Regions from separate parts of the Callithrix jacchus genome. Here region 1 is linked to region 2. The links are chromatin contacts, called in public Hi-C maps. All regions are on one chromosome and are shown on one strand. Each heading gives the region's core, a stretch centred on a gene start, on an enhancer-like site or on the middle of the called end of the contact. The rest is flanking DNA. Distances are from core to core; before and after follow the strand shown. Region 1 overlaps MMD (monocyte to macrophage differentiation associated). Region 2 holds the start of SMIM36 (small integral membrane protein 36).

Region 1 (4,681 bases), core at 591-3,090, 95 kb after region 2:
CCTGGCCAATATGGTGAAACCCCATCCCTACTAAAAATACAAAAATTAGCCGGGGGTGGTGGCATGAGCCTGTAATCCCAGCTACTCGGGAGACTGAGGCAAGAGAATCACTTGAACATGGGAGGTGGAGGTTTCAGTGAGCAGAGATGATGCCACTGCACTCCAGCCTGGGCAACAGACCAAGACTCTGTCAATAAATAAATAAATAAATAAATAAATAACCAGGATTGCTAGAAATGATGAATTTCTATGTAAACATATGGCTGCTTTACATGTCTTAATTCCTTCAAAAGATAACATAGGGATTTCTAACTTGTAGAAGTAAAGCACGTGGTAACAATAGATGGGGTGGAGAAATGGAAGCACACTGTTTTAAGGGTCTTAACTTTGTGTAGGGGTATAGTAATAAAGGTATATTGTGATGAGTTAAGGATGCATACTGTAATCCATAGAATAACCACCACCAACAAAAGCAAAATAAATATTATAGTTAAGTAATCAAGAGAAAAGATAAAATGAAATCCCAAAGTTACTCAATTTAATCTAAAAGCAAGTGGGAAAATTGGAAAAAGGAAATAAAGATTAGGTGAAAGCAAATAGAATACATAAAGCAAGATGAGAGGCCTAAATACAACCATACCAGTAATTATGTGTCTCCTATATAATAACAATTACATGACAGTGGACTGAACACTCCAATGAAAAGGCAGATTTTCAGACTGGATAAAGTTTTCTGATCTGTTAAATGGGGATAATAGTACCTAATTTAGAGTTGTTCTGAAGATTAAATGAATAAATATATGAAGTGCTTCAAACAGTGCCTGGAACTAGTTACCATAATAATAGTGATAATGAAAAAAATTATTTTGATACAAAATTAACTATGTTCTAGGTCTTTGAAAGGTGAGTTCAGTGTGGTATCTTAAGAATGCCTGTGAACAGAATGTATGTCAAAACCAACCTGTGTACTTGGTTTGGTCTCTTGCTTGTTTTGGCAGAAAGAAAAAAATAGGGATATTTTGGAACAGTGACAACCCATGTGATTTTGTTCAGGCCATTTCACTGCTCTGGCCTTAGTCTCCTCACCTCTGTAATAAGGGGGTTGTTTTAGATGAGTGACTCTTACCATTTGGGAGTCTTGCACCCCTTTGTGAATCAGTTGACAGCCTTACCCCTATCCTAGAAAAGGGCTCCTAATACGCACACAGTAATTTTGTATAATATGTATTCATTGCTGTATAACCTTGAGGAATTAATCACGTGTTGTGTTTTGTCTTTGTTTTTACTTTTTAAATAAAAATAAATCTGGCTGAAGTCCTTTCTTCCCAAGGTTAGGGAGAAATCTGATGTAAGTCCATTTGGATTGGCTCCTTCTCCATCTTTTGATCTCACACAAAACATGGGGGCTTCTATGAACTTTGAAAAAGGACTGATGCACACAGCTGACTCTAGATCCTCAAACCTGGTCATTAGCTCATGATGGTCTGTTGTTGCCTTGCTTTTAACTGAGGCCCTTGGGACCCATTCTAAGTAGGTACTTGAGTTAGAGCTTCCCTTTACTCTTGCTGGATTTGGCCATGGAGACCTAATCCAAGGCTCACTGGGCTGCTACCCAGTGCCCAGGTCTCTGTGACAGCCACATACCTGTCCCCTTCCAAGGCCCTGCCATGATCTGCCTTAGGTTTCCCCTCACGCTGCAGAACCTTCTCCTTTCTATTCCTAGTCCTCAGAAATCCAGGGCACTGACTTGCTTCTTCATCAGCTTCTAGGCATTGCCTCTATTCTCTCCCCTCATTCATATAAGCCATTTTAATCTCGTATAAGGGCCTTGGTCTTTGAAAACCAAGAACAGCCTAAAAAATTCTTCCTTCTGCTCTAAGACACACAAGAATGTTCAGTTATTTTTAAACTAAGCAATGCCCAGGCTCAAAGGCAAAAAGACCTGGAGGCATCTAGAAGGTTGGGAAATATCTTGTACTATGTGATCTATGATCTCAGAGGTCACTTCTAGTTATGATTTTCATGTGCGAGCCTTAAGGAATCTATAAGATCACATAAGCAGGGGAAGTCTCAAAGAAGCAATCAGTGTAGAACAGTGTTTGAGAAGGACAAAGGGAAGTGAAAACCCTGGCTGAGATGTAAATTATAAATGGAGTGGCTTAGGTCTGCCTTAGTAGGGAAGAAAGCATTTAAAGGGGAAGATGAGAACGAAGGATTGCACTTTATTAAAATGAACTTCCGTGTCTGGCTATGATTGCAGTTTGTTTAGATATGCTGTAAATGGGCAGAATGTTCTGCTTTTTCACTGGGGACCTGTAATGTGATTGCTTGCTAAACTCAAGACTGTCAGTCCAAAGGGCAATCCAGGTCAATGACTTTTTAAATGTTTGGTTCATGTTTACAGATCAGGATTGTGTTCACACAGCTTCTTCATTGTCTTAGAAAATCAAGAGCCTTAGTGGGGAATTAGCTTATCTGTAGCTTGTCACAGCAGAGTAACATCAAACCATTTTTATTTTCTTTTTCCCTTTTGACAGAACAACACCGATGGACTTCAGGAACTTGCCTATGGGGGTTTAATTTATTGCTTGGGAGTTGTGTTCTTCAAGAGTGATGGCATCATTCCATTTGCTCATGCCATCTGGCACCTGTTTGTGGCCACGGCAGCTGCAGTGCATTACTACGCCATTTGGAAATACCTTTACCGAAGTCCTACGGACTTTATGCGGCATTTATGACCAATCTGTACTAGGTCTCCAAACCAGTATTATTTCAATTATGGCACTTGACAGTGGGGTGAGAGCTGAACATTGCACAGGGAAAGAAAAAAAAATTAGATGACTGCACTGACTTTCTTTATATCTTTTGAATATACTTACTGTGAAAGTATAATGGCTGTGTTCTGGAATTTTCCCCCTCACAGCAAATAAATAAGGTAGTGTATTAATTATCCATTCCATTCCACTATCATAAAGGACTCTGAATAGACTTGGCCAACTGATGTTTACAAACCAGAATTTTATATTTTAGTTTTACAGATTTTACTACATGATTTTTCTAAATTACTATGTCAGGTTATAAAAGTCAGTGCAATAACAAAGCTTCCTTTTTAAGAAGAAAATTGTTTCTATCACTTTCCCATTCACTAGGTAAAGAATCATGAACAGAACTTACACTACTCTTTACAATGTTTCATCTTGGCATAACATGGTTCTTTTTTAAATAGAAACTTTAGTTTTTTGTAAATTTTTTAAAAAACTTTCATTGAAATGCATCTCTGCGGGTCCTCATGCATGTTGTGAATTTTTGCAGCAAGCAGTCAACATTCCACAAACAAACAAACATTATACCTCTTCTGATAGTTTTATTAAGCATGAAGAAATTGCCAATTTTTAAAACTACAGTTTTCCAAACTTTTTGCCAACCTCTTACTCTGAATTCAGTGCTGCTTTGGGACATATACTTGACCTAGCTTGGTTTACCAGTGATGGAAAAGTATTTTGATATCATTAACTTTTTCAAAAGATCCAACTTTATGCCTTTGCCACATTCTCTTCAGGGTCTCTGTCAACATTGGATGAGTATTTTGTCTGTATTTCGTATGTATTGGGATGGCCATCTGCTGAAACTCCTGAAGAGCATTATGTATTACAGTGAGCAGTTGTATTCCCTGTTTGGTGCCCAATGGTTAAGTCATCATCACTTAGCTTTATATTGTCAGTTTGATATTTATTTTAAATTGTGGAACTAGACGCATAAATTCACATTTCTACCTTTCCTTTGCATCTTCCAATATAGTGTGTGTGTGTGTGTGTGTGTGTGTGTGTGTGTGTGGTTTTTTTTTCCCTAGAAAAATATTTAAAGCCTTGTTTGACAGGTTGAAACTCATGTATCTCTGGTCCATGAGTTATATCCTGGCTCAGTGGAGTGATATTTATGTATAATTTTTACTTTTTTCTTAGTGTCTTATATTAAGATTAACATATTATTAATAGTTGCTTTGTTGATTAATCTCTCTTGTTGGTGTTTTAATAAATGAAATAGCCTTGCCTTTAGATCAGGTGCTGATACTGCCTGTTTCCTAGTAATGGGCTTGATCAGTGGAATTTTTGGTTTGATGATAAGCTTATTAATTGAAATTTTTTACTGATGTGGCTTTAAAAGAGGTTTATTTTGTGTATGTTTAGAACTGTCTGATTCTGATGAATTATATGGGAATGAGAAACAGAAGTGGCATTTGCTGTAATTAACTGGGCAAGGGACCCAGTGATGGCACCAACCAGACCACTCCTATCTGCATGATTCTGAACATCTGGATGCTTGTTGTCACTGTGTATATTTCATTTTTAATATATTAACCTTTTGTGGATTCATTTAAAGTCTCCTCAAAAGTAACACTGTCAAAACCACTAATATATGTGTAAAAATTGTGCTGTAGACTACAATAAAGCTGTTACTTGGATTTGTTCCACTGTCTCTAAATTAGATAACTGTGAAAATAATAATGCATATTTAAGAGTTCAAGCTCATCCAGCATCTGTAATTTTTATATTAGTCCTTTTTTTTTTGAGATGGAGTCTCACTGTGTTGCCAGGCTGGAGTGCAGTGGCACAATCCTGGCTCACTGCAACTTCTGCCTCCCAGGTTCAAGCAAGTCTCCTGCCTCAGCCTCCCAAGTAGG
Region 2 (4,717 bases), core at 1,339-3,838:
TTAAGTAAAACAAGCAGCCAGCATTTCACCGAAGACATTGCAAGGAAGCCAAGCCTTCATGAGACTAGACTTCAAATGAAGGTTGAGCACTAATGGAAAGAAAAACAAAAAACAGTCTGCAAACAGTAATAAGATACTGAAACCAAAGCCTTGAACAAAACATTCTGGAACATCATGGGTATCAGCAGAATGGGGGCAATCTAAGAAGAGAGGCCAGACCTGATCACACACCATGATTAAGGATTATCACGATTACACAGAGAAACCCAGACTTGATATGAAAACTCCACTCAATAGAGCAGATCTGTTGCATATATTTCAGTTTAAATTAATGTGGACAAAACTTTGTGTAGTTCTCATTTCAGAGTCAATTTTAACCAATCCTTGTGTCATCTATTTAAAGTCACCAAATAACTCCCCTAAATATTGTCACATGGAGGTACCTGGGCTATCCAGACTCAGTTTACTATAGAAGTCACGAATCTAGAGTCCTGAGTGGGCAAAAGAAAGTAGGCATCTGGTACATAATGCCTTTTAAAGCCTCGCTTCTGTCTGGTGCACTGCACGTGACTTACAGATGCAACAGACAACTCTACTTGCTGTGTGATTCTGTGCTTACCAAGAAACTTTCCAATTATAAATGGACTTTTCCTGTAGATCTGCCTCCAGGAAGAAAAAGCTATGTCCTTGCAAGCACAAAATTAATTCTCTGAATCTATTGGACTCAAACCTTGGACACTGTTGAATTCTATTTTCAATGCCCCCTGGAATAGCTCTTCACAGATCACCAATGCCCTGGTGACCACATATTGGCCCATTTTCTTCACATCCTTTTTTTCTACTTTTCTAGCCATGATTCTCCATCCTGGTTGCAGATCAAAATTATCCATGAATATTTTTATTAACTCAGATCCCCAGACTCTAGCCCTAAAGATTCTAACTCAATAGATCTAGGGTTGATCCAGGTATCTGTATTGATGAGAGACCCCACAGATTCCAATCAGGCTGACCCTAAATCTATGGTGTTTCAGAACCATGCATCTTCTGGAGTATAATTACATAAGTTAGTCCAGGACCATAGACTCATGGAAGATATTATTTGGAAAAAGGTCTCGAGATGCATAAGAACCCCATACTACATCTTCAAACCCTCCAGTTGCCATGGAAACTGGACATAAAGGAGCCTGACCGGAAGCCACTAGCCCATTGAAGCTTAACACTAAGAAACCAGCAGACCTTTGGGAGCTTCGGCCTTTAACTAGGAGTATCCAAAAAGTCCTATTAGCTATTGGAGAAAAAGCTACTGATGCCCTATCTGCCCAAAAGTAGATATGTTAAAAAGTCAAGAATTTCAAGATGGCAACAGCAGAGCATTAAACCAAGTGTGAGGTCTTTCCGAGCATGGACTGTTGTGCAGCTGCACAGGGCACATGCCCATGAGGTAGCCCTATGCAGGGCTATGGGGAAGGGCTACAACTGTGGCAGGACAGTGATTTATACATCTAGGAATAACTGTAATCTGATCAATGTCTGATCTTCCTCTCGACTTACTTGTCTTTCTGGATCCAGGAGGCAGCTAAGGGGATCTCTTTAAAATGCAAATTCAATAGTCATTCCCCTGCGCAAAAGCATTCAATGGCATCCCATTGCTCTAGGATCAAATCTAAAGTTCTGAGTATGGCCACAAGTGCCTGTGCCTTCTAGCTCCTGCCTGCCTCTCCCGCCTCCTGCTCCCCATTCTCTTTATGCTTCTGTCACTCTGCCCTTGTTCCCATGCTTGCCATTTCCCAGGCTCCTTTCTGCTCGGGTCTTCACAGACAGTTCTTTGCAGCTAGAAGACTCATCCCTATCCCTTCTCGCTTAGCTAAATGCCACTTATCCTTCAGATCATAGGTTAAATGTCAGTTCTGCAGCTTCTTTGACCCACATTGGGACACACTCTCCTCTTACCCTCTATATATCTCCCTTATAAACTTATTTCCACTGTTCTTAAATGGTGAGTTATGCAATTATCTGTTTAAAGGCTATCTTTCTTGCTAGATTACTTGCTTCTCTGTCTCATCACAGCCATTTCTGCTTTGCTTAGTAAAGTGTCTGAAACACAGGGAGTAAGGACTCAAAAAGCAGTTTTGAATTAAGTAATGAGAAATGCAGCAACAAATGAGGAAAAGGTGAACATATCAGGCACTAGTATCTTCTTCTTGAAGAATCACATCTACTTCCAAAGCCTACTGACCTGATCATGCAAATCACTCCATACATGGTACTAAACATCCCTTATACCAAGACAACACAATTGTCCAGGACAACCCAGGTTTTTAGCTGTCATCTTGGAATGCTTATTAACAGCACTTACTTTTGCTCACCAAACTGTGTGGATGCTGAATTATATGAATGCTCTACTTATACACCATGATCCAGTAACTCATGAGCCATCTCTCTCTCTCTTTCTCTCTCTGTGTAGGTTAACTGATGAGACACAGCTTCTGTGTTTTGGTGGCTGTGGTATTAACAGCAAGCTTAAGTTATTAAACCGAGCAGCTTTAATCCCCGAGGTCTCCTGGAGCAGTAGGGATTAATGTATTTTTACTCCAGAGCCAATGTAGCTATTCCGATGCTCTAAGATCTGCTCTCTGCAATGCCCAAACTGACCCCAGTTGCCTTTCTCTAGGCCTGCTTCTTCACCATGGGAGAAGTGATGGAATTCTACTTGGAGATTGACCCTGTCACCTTGAACCTGATCATCCTAGTTGCGAGCTACATCATCTTGCTCCTGGTCTTCCTCATCTCCTGCATCCTATATGACTGCCGAGGCAAGGATCCCAGTAAGGAGTATGCGCCGGAGGCCACTCTGGAGACCCAGCCCTCCATCCGACTGCTGGTGATGCAGCCAAGTGCCCCAGGGGCCCACTGGCCAAAGGGGCCTGGCCTTCCTTTGGGGGATCCCACTCCACTAGGGAAGAAAAGCACAATGGTATGAGGCTGGCTAAGGGACACTGGGGAGAGACCCTAGACTTTCCGTAGAGACAAACTGCTCCCTATCATGGCTCCAATTCTCTCAGCACATGTCCTGCATGGTAAAGAAAGTGAGGACTCTGTCTTACTTGCTATTTTCTCGTCACCTTCTTTATGAAAAAAGCAATGGTTTAAGGTAAGAATCTCAAAGTGGTCTTTAATCAAATTCTCCAAATGCAAAATGTCAGCAACACTATAGTATAATGAAGTTGGCGACTGGTACATTTCTGATGTTACTGTCCTTGCAACTCACAGGAGAGATTGACTTTCGAGCAAGGGTTAAAAGAAGAAAACGCAATAGGGTGTGTGTGTGTGTGTGTGTGTGTGTGTGTGTGTGTGACGAGGAATAAGACTAACTCCAGTCTAGCCTATTCTTTGCAAATCTTTTCCTTTCAAGGCCACCACTTTTTTGGTTTTTGGTTTTGTTTTGTTTTGTTTTTAAGAGACAGGGTGCTCTGTTGCCCATACTTGAGTGCAGCAGTGTGATCATAGCTCACTGCAGCCTTGAACTGGACTCAAGCAACCCTCCCACTTCAGCTTCCCATGTACCTGGGACTATAGGTGCATGCCACACATGCCTGGCCTTCTTTTTTGTTTGCTTTTTGTTGTTGTTGTTGAGAGATGGGGTTTCATTCTGTTGCCCAGGCTGGTATTGAACTCCCAGCCTCAAGCAATCCTCCTGCCTTGGCCTCACGAAATGCTGAGATTACAGATGTGAGCCACTGCACCCAGTCCAGGCAACCTCACTGAATTTGTTCAGACTTCAGAACATTATTATTTCTGTACATACCAGCTCTTCACATTCTATTACCAACTCTGAGGTAGAATAAGGAACACACACAATTAAAACAACAAACCTGGGAGCCTGGGTTAAATCCTGCCTCTTCCACTTGCTAATTGTGTGGCCATGGTTAAGTTCAGCCACCTCTTCGTTCCTCAGGGATAGTGATTGGACCTCTAACTTTTTGGGGCTATTTAAATGAGTTAATTCAGCAAAAACACTTGAGACAGTTCTTGCCACACAGGGTTAGCTATGATGATGATCACTGATATTATTTCCTTCCATGTGCCTCATCAAAAATTTCATCTCCAATCCTCAAATCTGACCTGATCCAATACAAAGTTAATGAAAACTCATTGAAGATTCCTGAGGTCCCACAGCTTGGTGCATCTGTCCCCAGAACACTGGTTGCTCTCCCTTCAGTCTCTTTGTTGATGTTGAATTATATGTTTCTTACCCTGTTCATTAGTCTATTTCCAAAATTTTTTAATTATTATCTCCATTGTGTGTATTTTTATTAACCCTGCCTTCCCCAAGCTCAGAAAAACTTAGGTATTTACTTCAACATTTACTAAACCCCTTCTTTCCATCAGGACCTGTGTGGAAATAAAGAGAAATGAATGTCATGACCCTACCCTCTGATTTTTGCTGCCCAACAGCAGGAAGAGGGGTCAGGCATGACTTAGGCAATGAAGGATAAAGCTTTGCAGATGCTCTGCTAGAAATCCACATAGGATACAGGAGTCCTCAGAGACGAGTGTCTGGCACACAGAAGATGCTCAAGAAATATTTGAGCAATGTTGAATGGCTAATTTCATCATAGACTCAGGTACCAAAGATAAGATGATTTGTCTTAAAAGATAAGTAGTTATTTTTCCAGAAGAACAAAGTATGTTGGAGACTTGAAGGGTAGGACAGGAG

The links. A called contact is a pair of places that touch in the nucleus more often than the background predicts.
Region 1: a Hi-C map of induced pluripotent stem cells shows a contact between it and region 2, with 3 times the contacts expected there. The contact joins the enhancer-like site here to the promoter of SMIM36 in region 2. A contact is called at or near these places in 2 of 3 Hi-C or Micro-C datasets (induced pluripotent stem cells and skeletal muscle).

The regions. Positions count from the first base shown.
Region 1 is chr5:110,825,426-110,830,106 of calJac240_pri, forward strand. All of the region lies in intron 6 of MMD (monocyte to macrophage differentiation associated), which reads left to right. Among named protein-coding and RNA genes, the nearest start is that of MMD, 26 kb to the left of the region's middle. Within about 2 kb of position 1,841, at least 5 of the 16 cell types and tissues checked have an H3K27ac peak or open chromatin away from gene starts, as enhancers often do. A contact at or near this core is called in skeletal muscle, where this site is marked.
Region 2 is chr5:110,729,935-110,734,651 of calJac240_pri, forward strand. SMIM36 (small integral membrane protein 36) reads left to right here and starts at 2,589. Exons shown (of 2, transcript XM_054256245.2): 1 at 2,589-3,151. The coding sequence starts at 2,687. The coding sequence ends at 2,980. The region is part of intron 1 of LOC144582876 (a long non-coding RNA gene); the gene reads right to left.